Regions from separate parts of the Hordeum vulgare genome. Here region 2 is linked to region 1. Evidence: chromatin contacts called from public Hi-C data. All regions are on one chromosome and are shown on one strand. Each heading gives the region's core, a stretch centred on a gene start, on an enhancer-like site or on the middle of the called end of the contact. The rest is flanking DNA. Distances are from core to core; before and after follow the strand shown.

Region 1 (3,701 bases), core at 364-2,863:
TCCCAAAGCTTCCTTTCATCCCATGACAGTGCACGGTTTCGAATGATACCTCATCAGAATTGAAGCACACCAAAAGCACATTCCACATCCTTTCTAGCACTCTCTTGCATTTTGGCAAATTTCTTTCCCTTCTCACCTTGGGGGTTCGAGATTGTCTTCACAAAAGTTGAGCACTGAGGATATATACCATCAGCTAGATAATATCCCTTGTTGTACTGGTGGCCGTTGATCTCAAAGTTGACAGGTGGGAAGTGGCCTTCTGCAAGCCTTGCGAAGACTGGAGAACGCTGCAACACGTTGATATCATTGTAAGAACCTGCCATGCCGAAGAAAGAATGCCATATCCAAAGATCTTGCGAAGCCACCGCTTCCAATATGGCAGTGCACGCTTTGACATGCCTCTTGTACTGGCCCTGCCAAGCAAATGAACAGTTCTTCCACTCTCAGTGCATACAATCTATGTTGCCAAGCATGCCTGGAAAGTCTCTAGCTGCGTTGTTCACCAACAATCTCTCTGTATCAGCGGCAGTTGGTTGCCTCAAGTACTCAGGGCCAAACACCTCGATCACAGCCTGACAGAACTTGTACATTGACATCAGACATGTTGTCTCACTCATATGCACATACCCATCCACCAGATCGCATGGAATTCCATATGCAAGCATGCGGATGGCCGTAGTGCATTTCTGGTAAGAGGACAATCCTAGCTTGACAAGGGCATCCGTCTTGCACTCGAAGTATGGGTCATGAGCAACCACTCCCTCTCGGATACGATTGAACACATGCCTTGTCATACGAAAACGACGACGAAATTTATCCGGCTTAAAGAGCGGGGTGTTCACAAAGTAATCGACACAGAGTAGGGCCTGGCCTCTCTCCTTGTCGCGGTTCAGGTTGGGAGCATGGCCAGAGAGTAACCCCCTGTACCGAAGAAGATGTTGTTGAATGTGGTCGTGAACCACCAGTGCATCCACCACAAGATCTTCATCATTCGACGACAAATCGTCCGATGAACAAATGAAGCGGTGGAAGAAAAACTCATCACCACTATCCATACCTTTGCGTGCAAAGTGTCGAACACCTTGCGGTCGTGGTGACAAAAAGACCGCGATGATCACCTCGATGCAGGGGTGGTTGGCGGCCGGCTACTGGCCGTTCTGGAGTACTCGTCGAAAGCTGCCGTGGCCGTCGTGGTACATCGCCTGCGGTCGTATCCATCATGCCGCCGACTACTACGACGACGACCAAACCTCCTTGGATCGACGCTAAACTACGGTGAAAGCGCGGACGTGGTGGCGGCCATGTCGAGACGTGGTTTGCTATGGACGGCTGGGGGCTGAGGTGGCCGGAGAATAGCGGCGGCACCGTCGGCGGGGCGGGGCGGGAGAGGGGGTGGAGGCGTTGGAATCGAATGAGAATATTTGTGTCCCCGACACGCGGGACACGGGCGGACAAGGCGTGCGGCGAGCGCGTCCGCGCGATGTCCGTTTCCCCCAAACTCGACGCAAGTTTGGGTCGGGATGGGTCGAAAACGGATGAAATCCGAAAATTTGTTCGTTTGGGTCCGCAATATTCGTTCTAAACAGACGCAACCGGACGAGATGATGGGGTCGCACGGTCGAGTTGGCCTCGGCCCAAAATATCCCCTCGCGCCCACACTCGCCGCTGCTCGACTCCGAGCGCAAGGGTTCGCAGGCGCCAGCCGGTCCGTCCCCTACGCCGCCGCCCCGCCCCGCCCCGCCCCGCCCGCAGGTAGCTCGAGCCATCACCTCCGCGCCCGGCCGCCCCGTCCCGTCCGCCGCCAGCTCGAGCTCGAGCAGTCAACTCCGCGCCCGGCCGCCCCGTCTCCGTCTCGTCCGCCTCAGCTTGGCTCGCCATTGCTGGTGAGATCCTCTTGCCCCCTCCCTCTCCGTCTTCTCCTCTGCCCCTGAAGCTCAAGGTGTGTTTGGTTGCCTGTGCGGCCTCCTCAGCCTGGCCCAACCGATGCAGGCTGGGGGGCTCGCACCCGCAGCCGCAACTCCCGTCTCGTATCTGCTTTTCCTCGTCCCCTCTCTCTCTCCCACGCAACAGATTGGATCGAGTAACCCATCGCCGCCGCCGCAGCCCGAGCTCCCTCGTCCACCATCAACCCGGGCTCCCCGGTCGGCGCTCCTCCACGCCCGCGTCGGGCGCTCGCTCGCCGCCGCATCATCCAGTACCCAGTTTCAGTAAATCGCTTTAAAGTGTTAGCAATTCAGTACCCAGTTTCATCCTAGGGCATTACAGACATTTCAGCACATAAATCATACAACGATCACAGACTGGAATCTCATGAAAGAATTTAACGGGTGATTCTGTGGATAGGTGATTCTGGAGGATCGTGAGCTGAAAAGAACTGGGCCGTGCTAGGCAGCACCCCACACCCCCGCTGGACTCTTCGCCCTCGCGCCACGATGGCGATGGGCATGGCGTTGCTCGCAGGCGCCGTGGGGACTGCTGGAGCTGTGTCCCCCCAGCCTGACTCCGACGCAGGAGCTGTGATGGCTGTATTCAAGTACAACTTTGGTGTGCCTCTCTCGCCTCCCTTTCCTTCGTAGGTTACTTATGCCAAGTGCTTGGTTTTGGTGGATCTAAAGCTCAGTGTTCGTGTGTGCAGCGGCGCAGTTCCTTTCGAGGGTCATCCCCTTCTTGTACAACGGCTGGTTCGTGCGCCAGCTCAGTGCCGACGACTGCGCGGTGCGGATCTCCCCTGCCCCTTCCTCTCTTCCTTCTCAGTTCAGTGCATCGAGCAATCGATTTGCTGATTTCATTCCTTGATGACATTTGGTGCTTTGAAGTTGAAATGCAGTGTAAAGCTTAGCATTAGTGCACATTCCATGTGAGTTCTAGTCTTTATTGTGGTTAAGTATGATCTTGTCCTGCAGTTTTTGATCTGTCCATGACATGGTTGGGATTGAAACTCTGGGACTGGAAAATTTGGATGTCTTTCCTAAAGTGGATGCGTGGGATGGGATCTGTGTGCAGTCAAGTTCTAGTTCTAGTTGCAGTGTTTGTTTGTTTCTTTGTGACCCCAACCGTGCTCTTCGAGCTACTACAGAAGAAAAACGATGCATCTGGTTGATCGCATACTGTAATAATCATAGTAGTTGCCTTCAGTTATCTGAGTCGTTCATGTATGTGCATTGTAATGTCTCCCTTGCTATTGTTTGGTTTCTTTACTAGCTAGGAGTTGCTGGATCTTTTCATTTTGGTGAACATTATATTGGATTCCCATGTTATTATTTAAAGACGGATCCAGATTGACCCTTCTTTGTTTGTGTAACAGGCTCGATATACTCCCTCCGTTCCTAAATATAAGTCTTCTAAGAGGTTTCACTAAAATGACTACATACGGATGTATATAGACATACTTTAGAGTATAGATTCATCCATTTTGCTCCGTATGTAGCCCTCTAGTGAAATGTATAAAAAGACTTATATTTAGGAACGGAGGGAGTAGTTATCAAATGATGATTGTGCTAAACAGACTTAGTTTGTGTTAGCTCTTCTTGGAATGATATGTCTTACTTGGTGATTAAGGTTTTAAGGCAAACTGATTTGGTGTATCTTCTCCATTACTCTGTCTCAAAAATGTCGTACATTTTGAGACAGAGGGAGTAGTAATTAAGCACGACTGATTCAGTAAACACGAGAAGGGGAGCCTTGGTGCAGTGGTAAAGCTG
Region 2 (3,701 bases), core at 790-3,289, 210 kb before region 1:
GATACTCATAAGTGGGAGGCACAAATATGGAGAAGGAAGAGTACGTATTTGACCCCCTGGTTCATTACTCAAAATTTCCTCGATAGAGTTTCTATGCCATGAATGAGCTACCATTAACGGGGTCGAGCTGCATAAGGCAAATGAACAACCAAATTATAACGAGGACGAAAACAATGACAGTTCTTTGTAGGTATCAGGAATTCGAAATCATACCCACTGGCATTTTTGGCAGCAAGGTTGGCTCCTCGAGCAATAAGAAGCTGCATTCAACAATGTATGGTTAGCGGATGTTGAGAAAATGGCCATACATTTAAACAGCAAAATTGCCTTCAGATTAGCAGAACATACTTGACAACATACAGCATTTCCACCACAAGCAGCATAATGAAGTGGGGTGCTACCTGATCCTGTCAGATGAAAGCAAAGGAACTTATAAGTTATAACACCATCATATCTGCATCAAAGCATAAAGCTGAAAAAAAACAGTTGCAAAATACCTAGAAGGTCGATAGTTGTTCCATCTTCAATGGTGACCTCAGAAACTGACGCTCCCAGGTCCAACAACAACTGTACACACTCTACATGGCCGTTTAACGCTGCCATATGAAGTGGGGTTAGGCCTCCATCTGCCTTCCAGTTTACCATCTTGACCAAACCACTGCCAAGACAGGCATATCACTACAAGATTCGTTTATAAGAAATACTCCTAAAATGAGAAACAAGCAATGGACCCAACATACTCATCATCAAAATCAGCATCTGAAACTTCTTCAGACGATCTGTGCTTCGTCTGGTTTAAGAAGTTTGGGATGCTTGGCACATAATCTGCAAGCACAAGACGAAGGCACCGGGCATGACCATGCAGTGCAGCAAAATGGATAGCAGTCCCGCCATTCAAATAATCTGTCCTGTGGATCTGAAAGACATTTCGCCGCCTCAGGACTACATATCCAAGCAGTAAAAAGAATCGGAGTGAACAATCAAAGCAAAATGCTCACATTTGCATTGAAGAGCATCAGTGTCTGAACAACCTCCCAGTGGCCATATTGGCAGGCTTGCATTAGAGCAGTCTACACATAATCAGAAACATACAGGCCTCAGTACAGGTTACCGACCGACTTCATCTCTGATGTCGAACTGAAAATTACAAATATGCAGCATAGCAGAGATTGAGTTTACCTGCCCCCTATAATTCCTGAGGTTGATCTCCACACCGGATTCGAGCAACAGAGAAACAATCTAGACATGGCACCAACAACATTCAAATGTGAGTGCAGTTCCTTTGCCCAACCAATACAAATGTCAACATTTTAGCCGGTCTGGGAGACAAAATGGCATTACCTCATGGTGACCCTGCGCCGCGGCGTAGTGCAGGGGCGAGTTGCGGCCGCCGAATGTGGAGTAGCGAGCGAGCCGGGGGTTGTACTCGAGGAGCGCGCGCGCCTCCTGCAGGTCGCCGTCCCGGGCAGCGGAGACGAGGCGCTCGCCGGAGGCCGAGCACCCGAAGGAGTTGCCCACCAGGCTGAGGAACCCCATGGATGCCCAAAGACGACGCCTTCACGGCACAACACCCTCCCTCCCTCGAGCCCACGGGGAGAACCCGTATCAAATGCCCCGGAATTCCTCAGAAATTAGGGGGGCACCGTTGGGGAAAGACGGCAAGAACCCGCCGTCCCCAAGAACCGCCGGGGTCGCTGGTCCCGATCGAGGCGAGCGGGACCGAGACCGGCAATTCCCCTCCGAATCAGCCCCGAATCCCGGCAAGAAAAGCAAGGGGCCGGAGGGGGGATCACAGGCGCCCGCCGCCTCGAATCCTCCGAGCTCCCGCCCGCCCGCGATTCCAGCGACGGGGGGGATGGCAGGATGTGGGGAATCTCGGGCGGGCGATTTGCACGAACGCGGGCTCGCAATTCGGCGAGGGCGAGGCAGGTGGACGGAATAAATGATGATCTGATGGAGACGGCGACGTCGAGATGGAGATGCAGAGGGTGGTGGTGGTGGCGGTGGCAGAGAAATCTCCACGGCACGTCCCTCTCCGGCGTAGTACAAAAACTTTATATCGGTTTTGGAAAAACGGAACAGCAACCAATCAACGGGCGATAATGACTTGGATTTAAATCACCAGATGGCGACTCTAACTTCTAAACAAAAAGGATAAGACATGGCTAGGGAGGTGTCAATGCTTTTGCTTTACCTTTTCCAACCTGCAAGATGGATAGTTGTTGGTGACAAAGCTCACATCTGGTGTATCCCCTGTTGTTTACTTGTGTTTATCCATCATGGATTTGCTTTTCTTTGGTTTTTGGGAGAGATGCGTTTGCGAGTATTAGATAATCGCCCCCTTGTAATTTATAGACGCGGTCCGCGGTAGCCTCCCGCCCTGTTGATTGGCTGTAAATAATAATTACCGATAACGCTAGCTTGATCAAGGACAGAGGGAGAAGGCCACGTCAGGGTGGTTTATTTGCTACGAGGTATATCTCATTGTATTTTAGAATGCAATTAATGTCAACCTCGCGTGCAATAGATTGCAAATAAGGCGTATCGGTAACGCTACGTCAACCAATGACCGAAAGAGAAGACCGCGTCGGTGTGGTTATTTGGTACTAAATATACCCCCACCAAATTTTGGAATACAATCAATGTCAACGCCATGCATGACACATCAATGAATCACAACGTGGCGGTGCCGACACCGCGACAAGACCCGCATAGGTGATCTCGACGGAGTGGTTGCGATCGTGGAGCACAGTCATCTCCAGCACAAGAGTGGCGACACTACTTTAAAACACGGTTGACGCCTACCTTGCACACTATTGAATTGCAAAGTAGAAGTGTCAGCTAGAAACCGAGAGAGAAGACCTCATCGACGTGTTTATTTGTTAGTAGTTGTTAGCCACTGTCATTTTGACGTTCGGGGAAACTCCTATACAAGTGTGGTTATGGATGCAAGCTCCACAACAATGGCGGATGTGTGTGCCATTCCACTTCCTAAAGACATAGTAGAGGAACTTCACTCGTATCCTTGTTGTGATTCACTCTCCTCAATGACGGTGTTGATGGGGGATGGGCGGCGCCACCGCCAGGGATCGTAGAGCTGTCATTTTCCATGCCTCGTTGTTCATATGTGGACTTTGACATTGGCTCTTTGTTTTTCTAGCCAAGCTCATATGTGCCCGGTGGTTTTGGGTGATGGCAATGTAGCGAGTTTCGTGCTCTTGGGGCAGTCTCGGTTGATCCACACCCTTTGGAGGCATGGATATCCAAACCTTAGTTTGCAAAGTGCTCCACGTTGTCCCTATGGCGAAGCTCATGGTCAAGGTTCATGTTGTATTTGGTGGAACCGCAATTTTGCAAGACCCTTCAATGGCGTTAGTACATTACCTCGCGACGATGGCATGAGATTGTCCGATTAGAGATGTGTTTGCACTATTGTCTCAATGGAGTAAGGCCCTTTTACATTGCCTACAACAGTCGTTGTCTTGCATCTTGCATCTCCCCCTGATAGACTCCTAATGTATGGCGGATAAGCAAGCTTGTGGTGTTGTAATTTGCAATGTCTCGGCTCATGATGCCCTCCAACAATGCAAATGACACTTCTCATCGTACGTCTTGTGGCAGTCTCCTTGTCGATGGTCATCGAGAATTCTAACCCTATAGAGCCTCATCCCATGTCGTCTTTTTCGTTTATTTTTAAAAAA

What was found. A called contact is a pair of places that touch in the nucleus more often than the background predicts.
Region 2: a contact with region 1 is called in a Hi-C map of seedling, with 2.7 times the contacts expected there. The contact joins the promoter of LOC123401208 here to the promoter of LOC123405934 in region 1. A contact is called at or near these places in 2 of 6 Hi-C or Micro-C datasets (leaf and seedling).

Annotation. Positions count from the first base shown.
Region 1 is chr6H:534,913,682-534,917,382 of MorexV3_pseudomolecules_assembly, reverse strand. LOC123405934 (protein RFT1 homolog) reads left to right here and starts at 1,613. Exons shown (of 15, transcript XM_045099446.1): 1 at 1,613-1,883; 2 at 2,344-2,544; 3 at 2,636-2,715. The coding sequence starts at 2,433.
Region 2 is chr6H:535,128,486-535,132,186 of MorexV3_pseudomolecules_assembly, reverse strand. It overlaps LOC123401208 (probable E3 ubiquitin-protein ligase XBOS32), which reads right to left and starts at 2,039. Exons shown (of 10, transcript XM_045094943.1): 1 at 1,342-2,039; 2 at 1,180-1,239; 3 at 999-1,070; 4 at 741-916; 5 at 498-658; 6 at 349-407; 7 at 214-260; 8 at 1-127. The coding sequence starts at 1,536.